Regions from separate parts of the Mus musculus genome. Here region 2 is linked to region 1. A link is a contact called in public promoter capture Hi-C data. All regions are on one chromosome and are shown on one strand. Each heading gives the region's core, a stretch centred on a gene start, on an enhancer-like site or on the middle of the called end of the contact. The rest is flanking DNA. Distances are from core to core; before and after follow the strand shown.

The links. Promoter capture Hi-C pulls out the DNA fragments that hold promoters and counts their contacts.
Region 2: a promoter capture Hi-C map of hippocampal neurons shows a contact between it and region 1, with 2.3 times the contacts expected there. The contact joins the enhancer-like site here to the promoter of Heyl in region 1. A contact is called at or near these places in 18 of 39 promoter capture datasets (the 3T3-L1 cell line, 3T3-L1-derived adipocytes, the HPC-7 cell line and 11 more), 5 of 484 Hi-C or Micro-C datasets (the AML12 cell line, astrocytes, cerebral cortex and 2 more), 8 of 115 datasets of contacts at active chromatin or transcription factors (bone marrow-derived dendritic cells, embryonic midbrain, embryonic stem cells and 2 more) and 3 of 9 other capture datasets (adipose tissue, liver and pancreatic islet).

Annotation. Positions count from the first base shown.
Region 1 is chr4:123,231,797-123,235,345 of GRCm38.p6, reverse strand. It overlaps Heyl (hairy/enhancer-of-split related with YRPW motif-like), which reads right to left and starts at 1,790. Exons shown (of 5, transcript NM_013905.3): 1 at 1,400-1,790. The coding sequence starts at 1,479.
Region 2 is chr4:123,151,729-123,155,556 of GRCm38.p6, reverse strand. No RefSeq gene overlaps it. Among named protein-coding and RNA genes, the nearest start is that of Ppie, 14 kb to the right of the region's middle. Within about 2 kb of position 2,391, at least 12 of the 459 cell types and tissues checked have an H3K27ac peak or open chromatin away from gene starts, as enhancers often do. A contact at or near this core is called in cerebral cortex, forebrain and hippocampal neurons, where this site is marked.

The DNA of each region.
Region 1 (3,549 bases), core at 541-3,040:
GGGTCTCACTAAGTCAAAAGTTAGCTCTAGCTACTTATAGAGATCTTCCTGCCTCTGCCTTCTGAGTGTTAGGATTAAAGGCATATGTCCCCATGCCTAGCTGTAGCCTCTTAAAAAAAAGTTAGATGTGTGGTGGTGGTACGAGCCTTAATCCCAGCAGTTGAGAGGCAGAGACAAGTGGATCTCTGAGTTCGTGGTCAGCTCAGCCTACAGAGTGAATTCCAGGACAGCCAAGTTACACAGAGAAACCATTGAGGAAAAACCTAGACAAACTAAAACAGTCATTCTATGTATGTGTGCACGTGCCGGGGCATGTACAGGGTGGTCAGAGACAAATAAGGTTTAGTAGAGCAAGAGAGACACCTGCTCCAGAGGCCGGTTCCTTTTCTTTCCATTCGCATCCTCTTCTCTATGTGGAAACAGGCCTAGGCAGGGGAACCGAAGGCTCAGAACTGCATGGTGACAGGGCACTTGGGTAGCATGCACCAGGATCTGGATCCAATCCCTAGCAGTGGATGAAGAAAAAGGAAGAAGGAAGAAGAGGAGGGGGAGGAAGAATGGAAAGAAGAAAGGGAAGGAAAGGAAAAGCTCTAAGGTGAGTTGGTGGCGGTTGTGGGCTGGGTGGCAAGGCCTGGAGACTTAGAGCCTGACACCACTAAGCACTCACCATGAACTACTGCTAAGGCCTTGACATTCTTCCGTTTGATGTCTACACCCGCTATGAAGCTAGCTTCATCATGTATACCCATTTTATAGACCAGAAAACTGAAGCTTATGGAGTCACCGAGCTGATAGGTAGCAAGGATTGTACAAGTTCAGTTTGTTCCACAGGTTAGAAGTTAGATTATTTAACAAAAAAGAAACTGCATTGGCGGCTTGGTGGTTTGGTGGAAGGGGTGCTGAAGATTGGAGTCTAGGCTTTTGCAAGTTGGCTATTATTTCCCTCAGTACCTAAACACAAATCCCAGTATGCTCAAAGCGAAAAGGACACAGCCCCCAGTCCTTTTGTGTACTATGTGAAAACTGTTCCCAAAGAAGAGTGAAATTGGAAAAGTACAGAAGTCTTCATAGTAGACAAACTATGGGCAATGGAATGCGGTATCTACATCTATGAAGGTTTCCTAGGTCTGCAGGAAAACTTCTCAGGGGCGTCCCTGGGGGTAGCCAAACGACAGAATATCCTCCAGCTGAACTGTCCTCCCATCCCAGCTCCCTGAACCATAGTTGGTTCAGGGTGTTATGGTTCAGGGTACTCAGGAATCTGCCGCATTGGTGCTATGGACGCACTGGAGTCGCTGCACACGCCCCCGCATCTTGGCTGACACCTGAGGGCTGCGCACAAACTTGAGTGTGCTGGACTTTCTCACCCCCGGACGGCCCTCGCTCCACCCTGTCTTACCTAAGATCGTTCTCTTGACCCACATCGATGGGTCCATCAGACTCGCCGTCGGAGCCACTGGGCGCCCTGGGCCGCTTCATGCCGAAAGCTGGCTGCGGGGTCCCAGCCCTGCGATCCCTGGAGTTGGTTGTTGGGCCCCGCCTCAGCCCCGCCCCGGCCCGGGAGCCGACGCCGCCCTTTCCCAGGGCCCTTTCCTGCACCGCAGCCCGGGGCGCCCCGGCGCCCCCTCGCCCCCGCGGTGACGCGCCACCGAACCGTGGGAAGGCCCCGGGCGGTCACCGCCCCCATCGGCCGCTGGGAGGTCCGGCTCCGCTCCACCGGCGCTGCCTGGGCTGGCGCTCTGGGTGGCCTTGGGCAGGTGCCCTGGGAGGCCCCACGGGGAAGCCCAGAGAATCCGGATCTGTCCCTAGTTCTGTGCGACAGACTTCGCTTTGCAGTGCCTCAGCTTTTTATAAGGGTCAGACCTGTACCTTCCTGCTCCAGGGCATGCAGGGAGGGCAGATAGGTTTGGAAAGGTTACTGGGGGTGCCTGTGACCCCTTGGAAGTAATTCTTCAGTCACTCCTTCTATAGGGGACCAAAGTTTGTGGTGTGTGTGTGTGTGTGTGTGTGTATTGGGGAAGCTACGTGCACTGTGGGATGCTCAGAACTTCGAAGTCCTTTGGTGAACCCCCAAAGGGGTGGCTGCTGCTTGCCAGCTGAGAAGGCTGGAGGAGGGGAGACAGGGTCATAGAACCCAAAGTGGCATTGAACTTGATGTGTAGCAGAAGATGACCTTGAACTACTGATCCCTGACCCTCCTGCCTCTGCATCCCAAGTGCTGACTTTACAGTGGCCAAGATCTTTGAGCTTCTGACTTGTGGGAGGGAGCACAGGAATGGAGAAGGTAGGTAGGGTGTGGTGGTTGGTGGGGTATCCCTGGGAGTCACCCCAGTTCATTTAATGACAGCTGTCCTGGCAGGCACCAGGGAGAGGAAGAGAGGAAAGGAGCCTTCGGCTTCTCTTTCTGGGGGAGCCTGTCTGACCACAGACAACTATTTAGTCAGTGAGAGTTCCTGTCCTTGTGCCTAGAGATTCAGCTGCCATCCTCCCAGGTCATCGTACGCAGAGAAGTGCAGAGGGAAGCTGAGGGAGGAGAGCAAACTTCTTGCAGGGGCGGCAGGGAGATGGTGGAGGTGGGTGTGGTGGGCAGGGCACCAGAGGAGTCCTCTCCCTTTGTTCTGCTCACTGGGACAGGCACAAAAGAAAGCCAGCTTTTGGTGTAGGGAAGTGGGGTTGGTCACCTGAAGCTGACTACACACACTTTCACCATAGTCAGCTCTGCTTGCAGATACTTCCTGATGGGAAAGAACAGGCCTCTTGCCACTCAGACCCACACGTAACCACTTGGCCAAGCACAGAAACTTATCATGCTCATAGATGACCAGATAGGACTGGCATGAACGGTCGCCATCAGGAAACTCTGCTGGCCACCGCAGCCGCAAGCACCAATTCTCCTGTTCCAAATGCCCTCAGCACTCACATAATTTCTGTGGGCACCTGCCAAAACAGTGAGAACCTCAACCAGTGTGAAGAGTGCCCAATGTGTGCACTAGGCATTTCCTAGAAAGGCAGATACTTGTTTGCTCTATGTGATTGGCTGAGAGAGAAAGGGCTGGCAGATTTGCAGGGGAAGGTAAGGGCTCTGAGGTAGGCATGTTCTCGAGAGACGTCCCAGGTCCTCAAAATACACTGCACAGTTAAATAGGGACTATGGGGTTCGGCAAAGAGATTTAAGTTTGGAAGTCATTAGGTAATGGACGGCCTTTAAAGCTTTGGGAGAGGGCAAATGGATGGAGAGGCGGCGGAGCCTGTTAGTTACTGTTTGGTGAGTGCTTCTCACAGCAGCTGGAAAGGTACCTAAGCCAGTGGTTCTCAGCCTTCTTAGTGCTGTGACCCTTTAATACAAAGCTTCATGCTGTGGTGACCCCCAACCATAAAATTATTTTCATTGCTACTTCATAACTATAATTTTGCTACTGTTATGAATCATAATGTAAATATCTGTGTTTTCTTTTATGGTCTTAGGCAACCCTTGTGAGAAGGTTGTTCAATCCCCAAAGGGTCTCAGCCCACAGGTTGAGAACTGTTATTCTAAGTGTTCTGTAAATT
Region 2 (3,828 bases), core at 1,142-3,641, 80 kb after region 1:
CTGAATGGACCAAGCCTTTGGTCTATCAGGTTGTTTCAGCAGTATGTTAGGCATTGCGGTATTCTGCTTTTATGGGGAAGGAAGAATGGATGGAGAAAAGAAGGGGGGGGGAAGGAAGAATGGATGGAGAAAAGAAGGGGGGGAAGGAAGAGAGACATTTGCATATTGTTAGGACTGGACTTTGGTGGCAAATAGATCTTGAGTAGTATCTCAGAATTACCTTTTACTATGTACAACTTGCACAAATCAAATAGATCACTCTGCTTTTGTTAGACTCCATATATTCTCCAAATAGCTGCACAAGATTTTTAAAAAGGATGGGACATCAATTTGTGGCCTATGACTGCCCCCTAGAGGCAATATTAAAATACTGCTCCATAACTGTGTTAACTATAGTCTCAGAACTGTCCAGCCCAAAAGCCAGCAGTTTCTGCAAGTTAAACAGTCCCTTAGTTGATAATTAGTCACCGGAGTCTCTGCGTTCTTTGAATGGAAAGTCCGTGCTTCTTCGTGGGGATTAATAAGAGTTAGAGGCCTAGGAATATTGGTCAGGTAGTAAAATCCTGTCCTGAAAGCACAGGTCCTGAGTTCACTCCCTAGAAGCCAAATTTTAAAAAACAAAAACAAAACAAAACAAAAGGAAAAAAAGGGTGTGTTTCAGGATACGGTGGCACACACCTTTAATCCCAGCACTTGGGAGGCAGAAGCAGTCGGATATCTGAGTCAGAGGCCAATTTGTTCTACAGAACTAGTTCCATGAGAGCTGGGGCTACATAGACAAACTCTGTCCTTAAAAACCAAACAAAACTAAACCAGACAAACAAAGAAACAAACAGGTGTGATGGTAGTCCAGCATGGGGGGTGGGCAGAGACAGGCGATCCCTGGAATTCACAGGACAGCCAGCCTAACCTATTGGGTTGGCTAGTGTGGGTACAGGCAAACAGAAGAGCCCCAAAGAACCAACCAAGTCCTATGAAAATTTACCCACCACCAATAACAACAACCATGCTTTAAAGAAACAGACTACCCCTGGGTTATGCAAACTACAGCAAACAGCCAACTAAACAAACCCAACAAACAGACAGAAACCCAAAGGAATATGACCCAGTGCATCTTATTAGGCTAAAAAAGGTCTACAATTGTTCATCCTAAACTTATATAAGTTTGGGAGACCAGAGAGATAGGTCAGTGTCTAAGAGCATATACTACTCTTGCAGAGGCCCCAAGTTCAGTTCTCAGCATCTGTTTGGTGGCTCACAACTACCTGTAACCCCGGCATCCTCTGACTTTCAAGAATACCTGTGTGCACATATGCACACACACTTGTGTAAGCACACACATGCACACACAAGCACACGCATGCACACAGGTGCACACAGTATATATCTTTACATTTATATGAGTTTGGGAGTTAAAAGATATGTATATCTGACTCCATAGTAATATAGTACAGCTGGACTAACTTCACACAGTCAAGTGTCCCAGTGACAAAATATATTAAGCAGATACATAGAAGTTTGAGCGTGCCTCAGAAGCTCAGAATAGGTTTTAATGCCCCTCAGGTTTACTCAAAAATCTTTCTTTACCTCCAACAAACAAACAACAAAAGTATCTGCTGCTAGTTTTCAAAAAACAATTAATTTTGGAATTACCAATAAGGATTTTAGACCTACACAACCAATGCCCAACTAACCCAGGATGGTATGAAAAAAGAAAATTCAATCCAAATTTAGTCGTGAATATATTGGCAGAAATACTACAGTAAACACTAAAAAAATAGAATCTGGTATTGTATAAAATCAGTATGTCCTGGGTCAGGGGACCTGGCTCAGTTGGCAAAGTGCTTACCATACAAGTGTGAGGACCCAAGTCTGGGTTCCCAGAGCCCATGTTAAAAAAAACAAAAACAAAAACAAAAAAAACCTGTTTCAGTGGATTTGAGCACCTGTCATGCTGATGGAGGTGGAAACAGGATTCCTGGAGCTCACTAGCCAGCTAGCCCAGCAGAGTCACCCAGCTCCATGTTCAGTGAGAGACCTGCTCTCAACCTCTGGCTTCCACATGCATGTACATGCCCACACACGTGTACACTCAAATCATGTATACACGGACAAATATACAAATACTCCCACACATGCACGCACGCCTTCTGGTCATCGGGATGGATGTGCAGCGTCACTTTAAGAGTCAAGCTCACTGCAGAGCCCAAGAAACACAGGAGACACACTTACACCTCACTGAGAGGCCCAACAGTTGTCCACCACCCGAGCCCTGCTGTCGCTACATCCTAGGGGAACATGCAGCTGCTATGGACAGCAAGGCCTGAGGGAATCACTCTGGCTCAGCGTGCTGGCCTGCATCTCTCACTGCTTCCTACAGCTCTAGTTGTGTGAGCAGATGGCCTGACGCCCACCATCAACACCTCCAAGCCCACACAGCAAAGGCTGCATACACAATGCCCCCACTTATCTTCCCTTTGCAGTCTCCTAGGAAACAGGAGAGTTGAAGACCAAGGTCAGTGCTGTTCGAGCTTGCAGACTGATATGCATTTTCTCTTTATTCACAAATGGACAATTTAAAGTTAGGAAATTGGAAATCTGTCACTCTGGATGCCAGTTAGATGGTAAAGGGGGGAAATGACATGTTTTTCTTTTCCTTTTAGATTTATTTATTGTTATATGTAAGTACACTGTAGCTGTGTTCAGACACACCAGAAGAGGGTGTCAGATCTCATTATGGATGGTGGTGAGCCACCATGTGGTTGCTGGGATTTGAACTCAGGACCTTTGGAGGAGCAGTCAGTGCTCTTAACCACTGAGCCATCTCTCCAGCCCAATGAGTTTTTCTTCTTTCTTTCTTTCTTTCTTTCTTTCTTTCTTTCTTTCTTTCTTTCTTTCTTTCTTTCTTTCTTCCTTCCTTCCTTCCTTCCTTCCTTCCTTCCTTCCTTCCTTCCTTCCTTTCTTCCTTTCTTCCTTTCTTTTCTGTTTTGTTTTTTTGTTTTTCAAGACAGGGTTTCTCTGTGTAGCCCTGGCTGTCCTGGAACTCACTCTGTAGACCAGACTGGCTTCGAACTCAGAAATCCGCCTGCTTCTGCCTCTCAAGTGCTGGGATTAAAGGAATGTGCCACCACTGCCCGGCAAGTTTTTCAAAGATACACAAGCAGCACTAAGAAAGTTAAACACCATCATAATCATTGTCGTCATCATCATCATCGTCGTCATTGTTATTTTAGTTGTTAGCAAGGGCTGAAGAGATGGCTCAGTTCTTAAGAGTATTTGCTACTCTTGCAGAGGACCTGGGTTTGGTTCCCAACATGGGTATGGTAGTTTACAACTACCTGTACTCCAGGTTTGGTGCCCACTTCTGGCTTCCAGGGGCACTGCAGGCACATGGTGAACTTACATACACTTAGGAAAAGTATAAGTACACACTTATATTCATAAAAATATGAATAAATAAATAAATAAATAAATGTTTAAACTTGACAGCAAATTAAAAATGGAAGGCAGGGACCAGTCATAGTGGCACGCCCTCTAATTCTAGCATTGGGGAGGCAGAATTTGGTAGATCTCTGTGATTTGAAGGCTAGCTCGGCCTACAAAGTTAGTTCCAGGACAGTCAGGGCTACATAGTGAGACTCGGTCTCAAAAAACAAAACAAAACAAAATAAACAAACCAACTAGAGAGAATGAGGCAGCACCGTCTCTCCATGTAGACGATATTCCTGCCAATTCAGAAAAATCCAGAGAAAAACTAACTGAACTAGGAGAGTTCCACAGAATGGCTAAGAATGTGATCGATAACAACAGCCAAATCCAGTATATTCA